2 separate regions of the Gossypium hirsutum genome follow, and region 2 is linked to region 1. Evidence: chromatin contacts called from public Hi-C data. All regions are on one chromosome and are shown on one strand. The core of a region is the stretch at or near the end of the contact, and the rest is flanking DNA. Distances in the headings are between cores, read along the strand shown. Region 1 holds the start of LOC107952055 (vacuolar-sorting receptor 1). Region 2 has its middle 23 kb from the start of LOC121226513.

Region 1 (5,270 bases), core at 1,806-4,305:
GTAAGTTTTGTGTTTGGATAAATATATTTGTATTTGGTTAGGTGATAAAAAAAATAAATGATTGTTATGAACTAGTTGTGATTCGGCATTTGTATATGTAAAAGTATATAATGTTTTGATGTGATATTTATGTATATGATAAGATATATTTGTAATGTATTTGATTTGATGTGTAAATTATGGTTGGTATATATGTATATTAATTCATTTCTATAGAAGGTTATACACATATTGAATGATAGGGTAAAATGAAGAAAATGTAACTTTGAACATAGCATGATTATTAGGTATGTTTATATTCGGTAATGCATTAAAATAAATGACCAAATGAATAGTAAATTTTGTATTGGTAAAACAAAAAGGTAATACCAATTTTATACGATGCATATATGTTCGGTTTGGTCGAAATGATATGATCATGTGTAATTGGTTTTGTGAGTAACTTATTGGTTTGGTTATATGAAATGTTTCATGCATGTAAACTAATAGGTAAACTGAAAGTAGACATTGAATAAAGCATTTGTATTTAGCATGTTTTATCTTTCGGTTATTACATTGGAAATTGACTATATGAAAAAGAGTTCTTGCTATAAGATAACCAAATGGTTATATGTGAATCTAATAAATTGTTTTGTGCTTTGTGTATTAATGATTCAAGATTTGATAAACTGAAGTTACAAAGGTATATTTTTGAATATGGTTTGATAGACTATGTGAATGTGTGAGAGTTTTATCTTTTCTGGTAATGCCTCGTAACCCCAGTCCGGCGACGGATACGGGTTAGGGGTGTTACACAATGAGCTAGGAGCGAGCTAGATAAGCTGGGGAAAACTAAGATTGAGCTCGTTGAGCTGAAATTAAGCTTCATTTTGCACTTGGGCCCCTCGTGTTTGGGCTAATCCCGATGTCATCGAGTTGTATCGAAACATGATGCGGCCTGGGCCGTATTAATTAGAGGGTTCACTCACCATTGGGCCGTTTGTATTTTGACTTTTATCACAAATAAAATGGCTGACTCTGATACCAAATGATAGGGATTGAAGGCGGAAGCGGATCGAATTCAAGTTGTTTAACTCAAGGAAGAAAGATTTGGATCTCGTAATTGGGCCTTGAGGGAAACTAAGCCGCTATCTATTATCAACTTTGAATTGGACCGAGCTGCTTGTATAACTTTGAAAGACTTTGAGCTTCCAAACTTCGAAAAAAAAGCTTTGGTTTCTGAAAATACATTTGATAATTATTTTGAGCACTTGAACTTTGATCACTCGTTCCCTTATGATATAGGTATCGATTTGAGGACAAATTGCTTTGAAGAGGAAGGGAGTGATGTGATCTTGGGTCCCTTAATTGGGCTCGAACCGAAGCCGCCAATTGAGTTTTAAAAAGTGATTAAACCTAAGAAGCCTATAACTCTTAAGGCCCAAATCTGGACATCTTAAATAATTTATTTATTTCTATAGCTTTTTATTTATTTATGTTTTATTATTACAACGTTTTTAATATGTCTTCATTATTACATGTTTAATGAGTGTTTAAATTGTGTCTTTGTTATTACACCTTTTAAATGTGTCTTAAGCATGTTTAATATGTCTTAAAGTGTGTTAAATTCTTTCCAAGTTTATTATAGCTTTATTATTGCATTTAGAGTGTCTAATGTTTGTTTAATATGTCCCAGTAGAAGACTAATGGCTGGATTAATTAAATTTTAGAGGAGCTGCATATTTTTGCTATGGGGTTGTTCGGATTTACAAAAGCATCCATTTTGTTCACACTTAAATGGTTGATCGTATGGGCATTGAAAGTGACCTTTGGGTCAACACAAAGTGATTTATTGCACTATTTAAGATGGGAATTGAATGAAGCCATGGAGAAACCTTCTAGAAGGTGACTATTGGACATTTTCATGCTCTATTAAAGGTCACTGTCCATCATAATGGCTGATTGTGACTATTTGAGCTTATTTAATCCTTAAGCACGCATGGACGAATTTATGAAGCTAATATTGGTTGTTGAAGAAAATATATTAATCCATTTTAATTGTTCATGTACTTCATTTATGGCTGAACATGGCCATTCATCTACTAAGTGTCCAATATATTTTGTTTAAGTCATTGTTGTAGGTCAAGACTTTGTATTATATAAACATATTTGAGTTAATCTCTTTGTTCTTTAAGAATTTTTTGAACTTATCAAGAACTCATTCTTGTGGCGCTTTCAAACCGATCTTATCACTTTGTTAACCATCCCAAAATATAGCGATTATCCTTATACCTTTGGTTCTTATCTCAATGTAGATAGGGGGTTAAGGTTCCATCCATTCCTAAACTTTTCGATTTTAAACAATTTTATAAAATTCGGGTCGTATTGATATATATTATTGGTTCATTTCTGGTTCATTTATATTTGAGAGTTACATAAAAAATTATCATTACTTTACTTTTTCTTTCAATTTCATTCAAATTTAGTGCAAATACTTATGTAGACAATCGGGTATATAAATCCTGAATTAATTCGTAATTGAGTTCACATCAAATATATAACTAAATTAAATATAAATTTAAAATATATAATTAAATATACAATTTTTATGAAAGAATTTAATTGAATTTATGTGGGCTTGCATCCCTATCGAGCGAAACTCATCTCAGTCAGCGGGATTTACAAAATGAAGCAATTTAAGGAGGAAAATAGAAGGCAACACACGTGCAAAAACATATTTATGAATTATATTCTATTTTGCAGTTAAAGATTTTGGTTTATTAAAATGGAGGAAATCCACAGTGACTAGTCATATTCTTATTGAACAAAATGATGGTTAAAGAAAACCTTGATAATTGTTTATTGGGTGGGGTGGGGATAGATGAAATCTATCAGTTTAGCCCTGGAGTAAGCCAATTTTCAAATTTCAAGAAAGGAATGAATAGTGTAAAAATAAGTAAATAAGATCTATTATTAGGCTCATCTTAAAAATCCAAGCCCTTCATCAAATATTCAAATCTTTTTTATTTTTATCAGATCATCACGCAATTCAAATCGTAAATTATTTATGTTGGTAAACTAAGATAAATTGATATAATATAGCCAAAAGCCCAATCTATTTCTCAAACCTTGGATTTATCGCATCAGATTCTAAACTTCGATAAATCTTACAAACTTGTTCTTACGGACTCTTTGTTTTGTATTTTTGTTTGGTATACAAATGCAAAAGGAGAAATAGAAAAGAAAAATTCACCTAAAAAAAGGGTAACTTTTATGCTAAGTAATAGATTCAAAGGTTCTTCATCTTGGGTTACTATCACAAAAGTTTCTTATTTTTGCGTGGAGAAAAGATGAGAGAAAAGTTTGGGGTTTTAATCTGCGTATGGATTATGTTATTGGGGAATTGTTTGGGGAGGTTCGTAGTGGAGGAGAACAGCTTGAAAGTGACATCACCTGGGTCAATCAAAGGAGTTTACGAATGCGCGATTGGGAATTTTGGGGTCCCTCAATATGGTGGAACCTTGGTTGGTACGGTTGTTTATCCTAAGGCAAACCAAGGGGCATGCAAGATCTTTGATGAGTTTGACATCTCCTTCAAATCAAAGCCTGATGGACTCCCTACTTTTCTCCTTGTTAATCGTGGAGGTCTGCCAGTTTTTCCTTGTAAATTTTATCATTGATGATCCAATTTTGGAAATTATGATGGGTTATCATTACGTTCTATCTTTGTAAATGTGACACGTGATAATCTGAGTTTTGCATACTTAAATATGTTAGTAGTTGATAGTTGGCACTTGTTATATTTAGAATTGCCTACTGTATTGATTTAAACTTGTTGGCCTTATTTTCCCTTGGTTTCGGTTTTTGTCTTCTCAATTAGCTTTTTCTCTTCTGCCAGATTGTTTCTTCACCTTGAAGGCATGGAATGCTCAGAAAGCTGGAGCTGCTGCAATTCTTGTTGCTGACAACCAGGATGAGTCCTTGATTACCATGGATACCCCTGAAGAAAAGAATGCTAGTGCTGAGTACCTGCAGAACATCACCATTCCATCTGCCCTCATTAGCAAATCTCTGGGAGACAGTTTGAAGAACGGCATAACCTTTGGGGAAATGGTTAAAATCAGTCTGGACTGGACCGAATCTCTTCCGCATCCTGACGAGCGAGTTGAGTATGAGTTTTGGACAAATAGCAATGATGAGTGTGGACCAAAGTGTGACAGCCAGATGGAATTTGTCAAGAACTTCAAAGGAGCTGCTCAAGTACTCGAGCAGAAAGGGTACACACAGTTCATCCCACACTATATAACTTGGTATTGCCCTGAAGCTTTTCTTCTCAGCAAACAGTGCAAGTCACAGTGCATCAATCATGGGAGGTACTGTGCCCCAGATCCTGAGCAAGACTTCTGTAAAGGATATGATGGTAAAGATGTCGTGCTTCAAAATCTTCGCCAAGCTTGCTTTTTAAAAGTTGCTAATGAAAGTAGAAAGCCATGGCTTTGGTGGGATTATGTGACGGACTTTGCTCTCCGCTGCCCAATGAAAGAGAAGAAGTATACCAAAGACTGTGCAGATAAAGTTATCCAGTCTCTTGGTAGGTTAATGCTTTACACAATGTTTTTTTATTTTCTATGATTCAAAGAATGGGCTACACAATATTGATGCTTCTTTAATGTGTTAACAAGGTGCTAGTGTTATGTTTTGATTGATTTTATAGAGCATAAGAATACTGAAATGGTTTCCTTTTGTTTCAGATAAACAAGTAATTTCTTCTTCCTGTCTCATAGCATGTACATAATAAAATGTTTCCTTTTTACTCATCTTTTTATCTAGTATGCCAAAGTTAATGAAATTAGGTCATTGCTTTAACACTACTGAATTTATATGCATTTACATTTGCATCTACCTTATGTTTATTTATTACATATATTGTATAATTTGTGATTTTATTGGGATCTAGGAAAGCCAGAACACTGATATTTGCTGCTGGAAGTGTTGATTATTTAGTAATCTGTCAAGCATGGATAAAGCAAGGTTATATCTTTATATATCGCCAATGTACTTATGCTTAGTATATTTGTCCTCTATTCTCGGCTTTATAGGTGTTGATCTCACTAAAATAGACAAATGCATTGGGGACACTGAGGCTGATGAGGAGAACCCAGTTCTTAAAGCTGAACAAGATGCACAGGTTAAGCTATTCTAAACTTTTATAAAAAAGTTAGAAAAAAAATTCAGGGCCTCTCTTTGTCATATTTTATCATTGAGGTTTTCATTTTATGCTGTAATTCTGG
Region 2 (4,794 bases), core at 1,098-3,597, 360 kb before region 1:
GCCCTTCAGCAGCACGAGGGAAAATGGGTTCAATAGCTGGTGAGAAACCTAAACTACTGCTAGGGACTCCATTTGTGTACATAGATATAAATGGTGATGGTAGTCCAAAATTGATAGGATTATCAAATGTTTGTATTGTTGAATGACTAGGAAATTGTGAGCCCTGAGCTGCTGGTTTATTCTTCGAAGTCGGTCTACTAATAACATTTGCATTTGAGACGGGAGGAAGAGAAGGGGAACGAGTAAATAACTGTTGCCAAGACTTTTTGGGTGCTGCCCACAGTTGGGGTTCTGAAAGCATCTGCATTGAACAACTCAATATTTTAGCATTGTTTATTTCTACATAAAGTTCTATAATGTGTACCAAAGGCCACATAATCTTCGAGAAAACATCAGATTCTACATAAATAAAACATGCTGATTCCAGGGAAAATATGAGATATGCCCAACCAAACCAACAAGCCATGACACCAATAACTTCGGGGCTCGCATTTAGAACCAATACATGAAACTATGTGCTGGACCACACATGGGAAAAAATGACAACAATAATATGATGTTTTCATTTGAAAACAATATCAGAGAAGGAACAGGAATTAGAGTTTTACATTTATTTAATTTCTTTAGAGTTTTAGTTTTACTTATTATATTAGGTTTTTTATTTCCTTATAAACTTTAAATTAGGAATTATATTAGGACTTTCCCTTTGTAATTAACAGCCTATAAAAAGGCTGACAACATGAAATAAAGTAAGCAGTTTATTTTTATCACAAAAGTTAGTCTGGGAAGAGGGTTCAGTCAAGGACGAATCTGCCTTTTGAGTAACCATAGGTCGAAGCAAGAATTCTTTCTCGTCTAGACCTGTGACTAGATCCTACGCCAAGGCACATAACATAATACAATTATATTACTAACAAGGAAAGCTTGAAAATTTCATTTACCACTGGAATCAGCTGGCTGATGGTTGCTCTTAATACAGCCATAGTAGTACTCTACTTTGCATTTGGGATCATTTCAAAATAAATTGCCCGTATTTTCATTATCATACACAGAAAGGTAAGAATTGAACTAATTTACTAAATAATGAACTCAAATAACAGGGCCAAATAACTTACAGAGTGGTTGTTTTTAGCATTCTTATCATCTCCATCCATACTCAACTTCCCAGCTACTCGTTCAGATGGACAGAAATCCCTCCTATCGGCTGAAGTATGGGCATGGTCTACAGGATTATTAGTTTTTTTTTCTTTTGCAATAGCAGGAATATTAGTATTCTTTCCAAAGAAACTACTTCCTGTAAAAGCTTTAGAGGATGACAAAAATGTACCCCTCATACGGTCAAGGTATCTAGTTCCACCATTTCCCCGGCTAAAATTAATTGCAGGAGTACTTTTAATTACATGTCCTGTTTCTAGAGCATTGCCCTTGAGATTATCAGACCCAGACCTCAGATGTTCCCAGAAATCAATCTCACACTTCTTATCAAAGTCATGCTTCAGTTCAGTTTCCTTAACAGCTCTCTTTTCAAGCTCTTCTGCATCAGTGTGGCTCTTACTAAATGCTTTATCTTTCTCTTTATTTCTCTCTTTAGACTTATTTTCAGCTTCCCTTTTTATCTCTTTCTCCTTTGCAGATGGTGATAATTTGCTGCGATCTCTTTCAGCCTCCAGTTTTTCATCCCTCAGTCTCCTCCTTTCTTCCACCAATCTTGCAACCTCCTCTCTTTGCTTTCTCTCTTCTTGCTCCAAAAGCTCTTTTTCTAACCTAGCTTGTCTCTTTTCTTCAGCTTTTCTGCGTGCTTTTTCTCCTCTGCTCTCATGAAAGCTTGTCCCACTCTCACCCCTCTTAGTCAACATGCCCCTGTGGTCTGCATCAGATGAAGCATCATAATTCGATGAACTAACCCCAAAAATCCTTCTCAAAAGCCACCTAATGCTCAAGAAGGACGTTAACAGTCTGCATGCAAAAATAACAATTCCTGAATAAGATTTCTTCGCCAAACAATCTTCAACTCCTCCAAAGTCACCAGTGCCATTCTTCCACCAATAGCTAGGCTTCCCTCCAACAGACCCAGAGACCCAGTTGCCATTCTCTAACCAATCCTGCCCACACATCCACCCATTCTCCGACCATCCTTTTCCATTCAAGAGTTTACCACTTTTTCCAACAAGATCCTTAATGATCCCAGAATTTGAAATACCCAGACCAGGTGGACCTGGCAGGTCCAAAACAGGTCTCTTTGAAATATGGCCACAATAAGAGCACATAAACCGACCACCACCAGGTTTCTGATCCCTATATGGAGTCAGGCAGTTCCGGCACCTTCGTGTCGCAGTTTTGCGAAGCTTCTGCAATTCTATAGCCTCAAACCTCTTCCTCTCCCTAAGGCGTGCATTCCTTCTAACCCTCCAAGCAGATAGCCGGGGAATTAAAATCTCATACCAAAACAGAGTTGCCAAAAGCACAAAAACGCAAGCCAGCCTTGGGGACGTGATCTCAAATCGAAAATCAGGTGGCAATAGCTGAGAAAGAGCCCATAAACCTATGAGAGGTATAACTAACCAAGGCAGCATCGTAGCAACCCGGCGAGACCACTTCTGAATCACACACAGTATACACATTATCCTCTAACCCAAACCTATCGTTCCCGTTTTGCAAATCAATGGCTAAAAACCCTAAAATCAACCCCCCCCAATCTGGCTACCTCCTCCAAAAAGAAAAGGTTCCAACATTAAAAAACCAACCCAGGAAATCCCGTTCCAAATCGAAATATATATATGTCAAAGCAGCAATTCTTCAAGAACCCTAAGCAGCATTTACAATCGCGAATTCTTCAAAACTAGATATGAAAAAGAAAAAGAAAAAGAAAATAACTAACGTCCAATTAATATTTAAATTTTAAATACATAGATGAATACATTCAATTAAAGCCCTAGAAATGGATGTATTCGGTTTTTTCTTTTTTTTTTCTCTCTTATGTTATTTTCCCGAAAGGTTTCTTTCTAAATGCTCAGAGGCAAGCGTGAGGGATTCGCGGAACTTACAGACTCAGAGTCCATTTCGGAGCCGAATCGGGTTGGAGCGGTATGTGAAAATAGATAAGAGAGATATGTAGAAGAAAATAAGGGAACCGTATTACTGCAAACGATAATTAATTTTTAATATGCAACCTCTCTTAACCGGTTTTCTTGGGCCGCCTCTTTCTTAGACCGCTTCGTTGAAATGGCCATCTAATTTAATAAGATAAAAATCAACTGTTAGATAATTTGATAATAGAGTAAAAACTCAGATAAATATCCTCTCTGCCTTCGAAATTGTTGAAAGTTCTAGGGTACGTTTTTAAAACAAAATATTTGTTAAGGGTACTTTAATAAGTTTTTAAATTATATTATTATGTTGTGTTTTGTGTTTAATATTCTACACAGTGTTTTGAGGAAAAGGGATTTTAATGAAATGAATAGTTTTGATTACGCTGTGTTTTGTTTCAGTTGTAATTGCCTTTGCTTTCTTTCCATGTGGCAATCATTCTTTTTTGTTATAATCGACGGATAAGGGAAAGAAGGAAGGCATGTTTTTTGCTATTGAGTAAATAAATGAAAATTTTATTTTCTTTCTCTGCTCTTTCTTTATGTTTTTTGTTCTCTTGGTTTTCTTGGAAACAATCTCCTAACAAAGGTATCAGAGCAAGCCAATTCTCATGGTCGGGGATGGAATTTTCACTTGTCTACAAAAGGAGGTTACTCATCTATAGTAAGAAGTCACTGAGCTTCAATCCGAACTCTCTCAACTGGATAGTCATATTGGAGACAAATTGGATAGTCATATTAGGGATAGGTTCAAAAAACTAAAGGAGGATTTTCGGGGTAAGTTGAAGGTTGAGCTTCAAGGTCAACTTCATGGTATATTTAAGCAATATTTGGGAAAACTTTTACTGTCTGACAAGGGGAAAGGAGTGTTGAGCGGGCCTCCACCAAGATTTCCTCTTAAGGATTCCCTGTTCCCATTCCAAAAGTCCGATGTTGTCAAGGTCAATACTAAACCCCCTAAATTGGATTGCCCTCGTTTTGACGGTACAAAATTTAGAGGTTGGTAGGCAAAACTAGAATAGTACTTTTCGGCTGAGGAGATTTTGGTGAATGCTAGAGTAAGGATGGTCATGTTGTATCTAGAGGGAAGGGCTCTCGATTGACATCATTTTTATGCTCAAAGGCAAAGGGGTTCCACATGTTGAATTGGAGTCATATGCGCAAAAACCCAAGGACAAGTTTGGATATCAAACTTTCCAGGATCCTATGAAAGAATTACTCTCCCTTAAACATACAGGTTCGATCAATCAATACTATAATTCTTTCATTAGTTTGTTAAATTAGTTGCAGTTACCTAAACAATACGCTATCAGTATATTCATCAGTAATTTGAAAGCTGATGTGGGGCAATACCTAGAGCTTTTAAAACCTACCACCCTGATGGAAGGGTTTTTGATTGCTAGATAGGTGGAAGCCATCCTCAATGGCTCATCCAAACGAGAGTTGTTGGTGGGGTGGGGTGCTCATTATAATATATGAATTTATGTCTGTAAAAGTTTCGTAGGAAAATTTGATCATTTGTGTGCTTAATCTGATAAAAGGACCTAATCGTATAAAATGTAAAAATGGCTTGCTATCTGTTAAAAGTGTCTTTTTGATATGGCGTATTGATTATGAGTTCCTTATGTTGTTAATATGCCATTTATATTGAAAGTGGACTAAAATGGCCTTATATGTTAATGTTTTAAATGTTTATTAATCATGGGCA

The links. A called contact is a pair of places that touch in the nucleus more often than the background predicts.
Region 2: a Hi-C map of hypocotyl shows a contact between it and region 1, with 4 times the contacts expected there. The contact joins the enhancer-like site here to the promoter of LOC107952055 in region 1. A contact is called at or near these places in 6 of 34 Hi-C or Micro-C datasets (callus, hypocotyl, leaf and 1 more).

Annotation. Positions count from the first base shown.
Region 1 is chrA03:35,891,457-35,896,726 of Gossypium_hirsutum_v2.1, reverse strand. It overlaps LOC107952055 (vacuolar-sorting receptor 1), which reads left to right and starts at 3,055. Exons shown (of 12, transcript XM_041098167.1): 1 at 3,055-3,624; 2 at 3,878-4,570; 3 at 5,079-5,166. The coding sequence starts at 3,330.
Region 2 is chrA03:36,248,829-36,253,622 of Gossypium_hirsutum_v2.1, reverse strand. It overlaps the pseudogene LOC107887043. Among protein-coding and RNA genes, the nearest start is that of LOC121226513, 23 kb to the left of the region's middle. Within about 2 kb of position 2,347, at least 5 of the 9 cell types and tissues checked have an H3K27ac peak or open chromatin away from gene starts, as enhancers often do.